2 separate regions of the Gossypium hirsutum genome follow, and region 1 is linked to region 2. Evidence: chromatin contacts called from public Hi-C data. All regions are on one chromosome and are shown on one strand. The core of a region is the stretch at or near the end of the contact, and the rest is flanking DNA. Distances in the headings are between cores, read along the strand shown.

Region 1 (4,618 bases), core at 1,788-4,287, 160 kb before region 2:
GCAATATATCCTGACACCAAGGATGATCATCTCTCTCTTCTTCCTCTATATTATAAAAATAAGACGGGGCCTCACAAATACTCATCTGAATGGGTTTCATATCTTCTTGTCTGTTTACTTTGATCATGGAAGCCAAAGTAGCCAAAGCATCTGCCATCTGGTTTTCATCGCGTGGGAGATAATTGAAGGTAATATCATCAAACTCTTCAACTAACCCCAACACCAACCTTCTGTAATTGATTAATTTGGAATCTCTTGTCTCCCATTCACCTCAAATTTGGTAAATTACCAGCACAGAATCTCTGTATACTTCCAGTAACTTCATTTTGCACTCTATAGCTACTCAGAGCCCCATGATACATGCTTCATACTCTGCCATATTATTCGTGCAATCAAAATCCAATTTACATGTGAACACCAAGGCCACTCCAATCCCATTACCCACAGCGTTCGAGGCTCTATCAAAATTCAATTTCCAAGACTAATCTTTTGTAGTGTCCTCCTCAGTAGCTGCCACATACACTATCTCCTCATTGTGGAAATCAAAATTCAAGGGCTCATAATCTTCTAAAGCTCGACTAGCTAGAAAATTCGCTATTGCGCTCCCTTTCACTGTTTTTTTACTCACGTAGATTATGTCAAATTTAGAAAGTAAAATTTGCCACCTAGCCATCCTTCCATTCAAGGCATTTGACTCCATCATATACTTTAGAGGATCCAACTTTGAAATTAACCAAGTTTTATGGTACAACATGTATTGCCTCAACCTCCGAGCTGTCCAAACCAAAGCATAACACAAATTTTCAATTGGCGAATATCTCAATTCCCACTCAGTGAATTTCTTACTGAGGTAATATACCACATTTTCTTTTCTTCCTGATTCATCATGTTGACCAAGCACACATCCCATAGAATTACCAAACACGGTTAAATACAGTATCAACGGCCTATTTGAGCTTGAAGGTGATAACACTAGAGGACTCGACAAATATTTTTTAACTTTATCAAAAGCTCTCTGGCATTAATCATCCCATTCTCTTGGGTTATGCTTTTTAAGAAGACAAAATATGGGGTCACATTTCTCTGTTAATTGAGAAATAAACCGAGCAATCTAGTTTAGCCTTCCCAAGAAGCCTCGAACTTCTTTTTAAGTGCGTGATGGAGACAACTCTTGTATAGCCTAGACTTTGTCTGAATCAATCTCGATTCCTCTCTTACTGGCTACAAAGCCCAATAGCTTTCCAGATCTAGCCCCGAAAGTACACTTGGTTGGATTAAGCTTAGGCTAAAATCTTCTCAATATCATGAACAACTTTCTCAACACTTGGATGTGTTCTTTTTCGGTTCGAGATATGGCTATCATATCATCAACTTAGACTTCAATCTCCTTGTGCATCATATCATGAAATAAGGTTACCATGGCCCTTTGATATATTGCTCCAGCATTCTTTAGTCCAAATGGCATCACTTTGTAACAGAACGTGCCCCACAAGGTTATGAAAGTAGTCTTTCCCATGTCCTCAGGATGCATCCTTATCTGATTGTACCCTGAGAAGCCATCCATGAAGGAAAACAACGAGTAACAACCCGTATTTTCCACTAGCGTATCAATGTGAGGCAAGGGGAAATTGTCTTTGGGCTAGCCTTATTTAGATCTTTATAATCCCACACATTCGTACCTTACCGTCTTTCTTGAGAACAAGCACAACATTGGCTACCCATTCTGAGTACTTGATCACCTGAAAGAATCCCACATCAAATTACTTTTTGACTTCCTCATTTATCTTTAAGATAATACCTGGCCTCATTCTTTGAAGTTTCTGCTGTACTGGCTTGCAATCTTCTCTTATGGGAAGGCGATGTATTGTGGTTTCCTACCTGGTGCACAGCTTCCATTCACTTTAACCTATAATGAAATTATCTTTTAAAACACTAAGTAAGTTTTTCTGGATCAACAATATAAAATGTTTTGAACGGTTTGATGTGGCATGTCGGATCTGGCCATAACGTCTGGGCCGGGTTTGGGGTGTTACATAAAAGCATGAATTGAGGATGATTATGAATAATATCAATGGATAAATGATTCTTCCATCCAACCCAAATGCCACCTGAAAAACCAACAGACTCAATGCGGTGATAAAAATCAAAACCTAATTTTTCAATGATAGAATAAGCTTTTTTACCGCTGACTCTCAGATCCAAAAGACACACAATGTCAAGATTATATTCTAAATAATACTCCCGAAAAGCACAAAGAAATTTACTGCTCGTACAGCCTTGGCAGTTCCAAGAAAAAATTGTAAGTTTAGTATCCATAAGAATATGATAATAAAGCAAAAGGAAAAAAAACCAAAAAAGAAAAAAGCCACAATAACAACCAAACTAGAAAAATAAGAAAAAAATTAATTGCTATTATCCTCTCGTCTATCACCTACATCCGGGTTAGAGCTCTGAATAGTGGAAACAGACTGGGCCAACTTGGACATAGAATTACTCAAAGAAACTTTTGAGGAATTTTTATTTTTATAACTAATGCCTTTCCCATAAGGGATTTTATTAATTTTCCTGGTGGCCCTGAACCCCCCCTTCTTTACTCCCCATTAATTTCCCAGTAATTCGAATTTTACTACCAACCGACTTTAATGGAGAGACCTTACCCAAATTGGCACCATCAACTGACCCTTTAACCTTAAAAGAAACAGCAGTATGTTTAGGGACTTTTAATCTATCCTGGGAATTAACATCCTGGACTTCTATTAGTTCTAGCTCTAAAGAAACAGGCCTAGAAATCAAAGCTGAATCCCCATTTAAAATCTGCTCCTGTTCAACAAAAATAGGATTAATATGCGTGGAATTAACAGGAATTGAGATAGGACTAGAAAATTGTATTTTACTGGAACTAATGCAAACTGAAGGACTAGACTCAGGAATGGAAATAGGCGTTAAAATGCTCCCTGGTTCGGTAGACATAGTGTTCGAATCCATGGCATTAGGGCCCGCCTGCTTGGTGACTTGTAATTGATTAATTATTAATGGGTCAAAAATCTGCTTACTAGCAGATAACCTAGCTACTCCAAGGCCCGAATCCTCATCAGCAGACTTTCGTCCCACTATCCCATTAAAAATTGGATCCACCGATTTTAAAATACAAGGCCCAGCATCCATCAAATCTTCCTCCAATCTATTATACCTATTGAGATTGGGACTATCCTGAGTTATTTGCTTCTGCTTTCCTTTCAAGTCCCCAGCGTCGAAACCATTTTTATTTTGAAAAACGGAGGTTGACTTTAAAATGAAAATGGAGTTGCCCCCAATCCTTTTTGTTTAGGTGTGATCGGGTCACCTTGTGATCAATCATTTTAATAAAGCATTTCGGTTTATTAAAACAACATTTTTGGTCTACGAAAAACTAAAAAATGGATTTGGGAGTCAGTTACGCGCGAGGAAGGATTAGCACCCTCGCAACGCCCAAAATTGGTACCGTATTGATCAATTAACGTCCTAATGTTGAAAATTTGAAAAAGATTTTAAAATACAATTCCTTTAAAATGTTTGGATAACTTGAATTGGATATTGAGATTCTCTCACTTAGAAGGAATAAAATATCATATCCAGCACGATAGGACACAACATTTCAAACCCTCGATACAAGATCATCTTATAATTTCCAAAACTCATGCATTTAAAATTTCAAAAGGATATTTGGCTATCTAGTCAAACGATAAGTCGAAACCCAGCACGATTGGCACGATTTCTCAAATTTCCAAACACAAAATATTGCCTCGTTTTAATTTAAGAGAACATGGACGAAATTTCAAAAGGATATTCAGTTATTCGGTTGAACGAAAAATCGAAACCCAGCACGATTGGGCACGATTTCTCGAATTTCCAAACATGAAATATTTTCTTATTTTTTAGAAATCCTTATCTCGGGATACAAAGTGTCATATCCAGTAAGTTAAGACACAACACCTCAAATTCCTAAGAATAAGCTTTTATTTGAAACTTATACGTTTTGATTGAAAAAGGGTACCCGGTTACTTAAATTAAACGAGGAAAATTGAAACCTAGTAAATTAGGGCACAATTTTCTCGAACATGCCAAATACCGAGTATTGCCTTATTTTGAAAACTTTTGAATAAAATTGTCGAAACCGTTTTTCATTTCAAGGGAAAAAAAAGAAATCGACTTTTAAACAACATGTGGAGTCGCCACCAATCTTTTTGTTTAGGTGAGATTTGATCACCTGATAAGACATTTAGCTTAAAACATTTTTAATCTATGTAAAAAATAAAATAAAATGGGTTCAGGAGCCGATTACGTAGGAGGAAGGGTTAGCACCTTCACTACGCCCAAAAAACTTGTACCAGATTGATCACATGTTGTCCTTATGTTTAAAATTTTAGAAAAGAAATCTTGAAATATGGTTCTTATTAAAATGTTTGAATGGTGTAAGCTGGTCATCAAAACTCTTTCGTTTCAAAGGTATGCAGCATCACATCCAGCATGATTGGACACGATTCTTCGTACCTTTGAAGACACAATTGATTTTTTGACTCCCAAAAGGTTAAAAATTATAAAGGGATATCCAGATATTTAGTCCAACAAAAAATCGAAA
Region 2 (4,499 bases), core at 835-3,334:
GACAAGGAAGAAAGTAAGCATTTGTGGAGGGAAAATTGCAACATAAACCACTTTATCTTCTTTATATAATTTTTAATTGTGTTTTGTAAGTTATATTTTTATAATAAATCCTTCTAATTTGTCTACATTTAATAATTCAACTAACAATTTTATAAAATAAGCCACTCTAAAATTTAAAATTATTTAAAAAATTCTTTTTAAATTAATTATCACCATTTTTACAAATTAAATATACTATTAAAACTGAATTAGATATTTAAAAATATAAATAATGTTACAATTAATTATTTAATGGCCAGAATATTTAAATTAAATTAGCAATCTACATCCATTAACTAATAAATAAAATTAAGTTAAAAACTATATATAAAAAATAAATTTTTGCACAATATGCTATTATAATGTTTATATTTTAAAAATAATTCCAAAATATTGTTTATTTAAATTAAATCTTATTATGTTTTCAAAATTAAATTTATATGTTATTAAATTTTAATTTCGTATTACAAAATTTATAAAAAAAAATTAAATATTATTTAATTAATCGGCCAAAAAACAACTGCTAGTTATAATAACAGTCACTCTTTTATTTTGTAATAATTCACGATCACTCTTTTTATTTTATAGCTTAATCATTAAATTACTAAAATTCACATCTTCACTTTTTTTGAAAAAAAAAATGAATGCCTCAAAGCATATTTCTCTCTTTAGAGCCATTAGTTTAAAATGATAAAAACAAGTAATGGTTAGATCTAATAATTTGAGATACAACACAATAATTTTTAATTTATAATCTATTTATATCTATCTATAATTTATTATTTATTTAAAAGCACGAGCTTAAAAAAATTTTGATTCGAAAAGAATACCCTCTATTTTTTATCATATTACTAAATTGACTTTTAAAATAATTATAATTATTAATTAAAAATTGACATAAAATAAAATTTATAATAATTATATACTTAACAATAATTATAATTCAATAGAATTTGAGATAATTGAATATTTAAAAATAATTATTAATTTAATTTACATTTATTATATTTTTTAATTAAAATAATTATAATTGAAATAAAAGTTGACGTATTTTTATAACCGGAGTAAAACTAAAATAATTTTACACTCTGTTGTATATTTTTGTATGATTAATATTTTAATGATCCAGCCTCATATTTCATATTTTATTTATATAGATCATGCATGTCAAATTTGGTGTAAATTAAAAATTTTGAACTGTTTATTTTAAATTAAAAAAATTAATTCATTCAATAAGTATTAATATTGACACTTTTTTAGATCGATATGATAGAGATATCAAATTAGTTAAAAAATTTATATACATAACAAGTAAAATTATATCGATAAATTTAACAGTTGAATCTTTAAAATATTAATTGTACAAAAACATGCAAAAGGGTTTAAAAGTGTAAATAGATCCCTCCTCTTATATATCGTTTACAAATTATTTTAATCAATTTATTGCCTATTAAGAAAATAAAAATAAAAATTGAATAGTAAATAATTTATTTTACAATATATCATATATTTTATTGTTTCTACAAATGCTTCAATAATAGGAATTTTTTATTATTACTATGTCTCGTTATCAAAATAATTAATAAAATAATTAATATATTTTAATAGTGTTTATCAGTTATTATTTTAAATAATGATTACATGAAGTAAAATCGTATTATATATTGATGTATGTTTTAATTATGATTTGAGATATTTTAATATTATTAAAAATTTATTGATCTACAAAATATCAATTTTCTAATATGATACTTACAAATTTCTTTTTACTATATTTGAATTGTTAAATAAATTAATATATTTCGATTATATTTAAAAAATAAATTAAAAATTAATTATAATAATTAAAAATATCTTATTTAAAAATTAATTATAAATTAATCGCCTAAAATCATATACAATATAATCACTGAAAATGAAAAATACTTAGATATCAGTTCATAAAAAAAAGGCCTCCATTTGGGAAAAATCAGAATCCCAAATGAAAGCCCAACCCATGAACTCACCAAAAACCTAAAGAATTCCGAAGACTTTCTCCCGGGGAGATCTTTCTAGAAGCCACGGTATCTCTAGACACCTCTAGTCGTGGATGGACACCACTCAATTCCATTCCATAACTCCTTCCAAATCAAAACTTTTTTAATAAATTATTAAATCGAAAATTCCACACAAACCCTCGTAAATAAAAGCCCCCTCGCTCCCCCCCCCCCACCCGCAAAAAAAAAAAAAACTCTCTGTTTCGCTTCTGTGAGTGTGAGGTTGTTTTCGTATGCTATCTCTCGCGAACGTACAAGAACATAACACCAAATAAAGAGAGAGGTCTTTTTGAAAAGAAATTTGCTGAACTGCTTTCGCCTCAATTTTCCTTTCCAAGGGTAAGATCGCCGCCCTTGGCTCTTTGTGCTTTTCTTCTTTCGATTTCTTTTTTAATTGTCGTTGTTGCATTTATTTCTCCGTCATGAACTTAGATCTGTTTTGTTTTATATTCAGCACGTCGGTCGATGTTTTTTTTTTCGCATTGATTTTTGCTTCTCTTTAGATTTAGCTGTTTGTACAGAATCAAGTAATTTCCTTATTTGATTTCTATTTTTTCGATTCGTTTGGGGAAAAATTAACTTATTTTTATATTTTGTGAATTTATTATTATGATTCGACGTGTTTTCATCGTTGGAATTTATTTTGAAGTTACAATTAGTTGTTTTAGGTTTATTTGAATGCGATTTCGATTTGGTCATTGCAAAGAGTTCCCATTTCTTATTAATTTTATTTGAAGGAGTGTTCATTTTGGGTTGATATCTGATTGTAAAGGTTTTTAGGGTTTGTTTCCAATGGTTTGATTTATGTATGTGAACTACTTGGTTTTTTAACCTTTAACTGAAGTGTTTTCATTTTGATTTGAGTTGCATTATATATCCGCTTGCATTTGTTTAGCCCTTACACTTGCCTCTGACCCTTATCTAGTTATTTGGCCTGTGTTCTTGTGTGAATGATCAACTCATGAAGCGCTTTTGAGTCTTTAAATGAGAACATAAGGGGGGATGTATATTGGATATTGTTATTTATATTAAAGATTTTTTTTAATGTAATAAGAGTCTTTAAATGGGAACATAAGGAGGAATGTTTATTGAATATTGTTATGATCTTTGTTATATCAATGGTATTATGTGTTCAAGTCCATGGAAGTTGACATGGAATATTGAGCAGCAACTTGTTGCCCATAACGTATTGATATCACCTTGGTTGATGCAATGTGTTATTTATTTAATGTGCAAAGTATGGTGCTCCAGTAGCTAGATTCCTAAAATAGTGATTATGAATTTTTGCCACTTTAATACTTATGATTGCACGGTACTCCAGTTGGCTAGATTCAAAACGTGATTATGATTTTTTTAAATTTTTTTTGCTTTCCTGGTTAAGTACTTATATATAATCTAATTTCTTTTTGTTTTGTTGGATGCCAGGTTAATCTTATTTTATAAAGTAAATTTGTGTAATTTCTGTTTAAGATGAGCGTTGTTGGGTTTGATTTCGGCAATGAGAGCTGCATTGTTGCAGTTGCGAGGCAGAGAGGGATTGATGTCGTGCTTAATGATGAATCAAAGCGCGAAACTCCAGCTATTGTTTGCTTTGGGGAGAAGCAGAGATTCATTGGTACTGCAGGGGCAGCATCTTCTACAATGAACCCTAAAAACTCAATTTCTCAGATAAAACGGTTGATTGGCCGTCAGTTCTCAGATCCTGAGTTGCAAAGAGATCTCAAGTCATTGCCCTTCAATGTCACTGAGGGTCCTGATGGATATCCTTTGATTCATGCTCGGTACTTAGGTGAAATGAGAACTTTTACCCCAACCCAAGTTTTGGGAATGGTTTTGTCGAATTTGAAAAGCATAGCTGAGAAGAATTTGAATGCAGCCGTAGTGGATTGCTGTATTGGAATTCCTGTGTACTTCACTGATCTTCAAAGAAGAGCAGTTTTAGATGCTGCCACAATTGCAGGCTTGCACCCTCTTCGCCTGATTCATGAAACTACTGCAACCGCATTGGCTTATGGTATTTATAAAACTGATTTACCTGAAAATGACCAATTAAATGTTGCATTTGTTGATATCGGACATGCTAGCATGCAAGTCTGTATTGCTGGCTTCAAGAAAGGGCAACTCAAGATCTTGGCTCATTCATTTGACCGCTCTTTGGGTGGTAGGGATTTTGATGAAGTTCTTTTTCAGCATTTTGCTGCAAAATTTAAAGAGGAATACAAGATTGATGTCCTCCAGAATGCAAGGGCTTGTATTAGGCTTCGGACAGCTTGTGAGAAGCTAAAGAAAGTACTTAGTGCCAATCCTGAGGCCCCTTTGAATATTGAGTGCTTGATGGATGAGAAGGATGTTAGGGGTTTCATCAAGAGAGAGGAGTTCGAACAGATCAGTGCTCCAATTTTGCAACGTGTGAAGAGGCCACTT

The links. A called contact is a pair of places that touch in the nucleus more often than the background predicts.
Region 1: a Hi-C map of leaf shows a contact between it and region 2, with 2.1 times the contacts expected there. The contact joins the enhancer-like site here to the promoter of LOC107897244 in region 2. A contact is called at or near these places in 5 of 34 Hi-C or Micro-C datasets (callus, hypocotyl, leaf and 1 more).

What each region holds. Positions count from the first base shown.
Region 1 is chrA10:13,053,545-13,058,162 of Gossypium_hirsutum_v2.1, reverse strand. No RefSeq gene overlaps it. Among protein-coding and RNA genes, the nearest start is that of LOC107897249, 3.4 kb to the right of the region's middle. Within about 2 kb of position 3,037, at least 7 of the 9 cell types and tissues checked have an H3K27ac peak or open chromatin away from gene starts, as enhancers often do. A contact at or near this core is called in leaf, where this site is marked.
Region 2 is chrA10:12,893,177-12,897,675 of Gossypium_hirsutum_v2.1, reverse strand. LOC107897244 (heat shock 70 kDa protein 14) reads left to right here and starts at 2,084. Exons shown (of 10, transcript XM_016822625.2): 1 at 2,084-2,414; 2 at 3,501-4,499. The coding sequence starts at 3,546.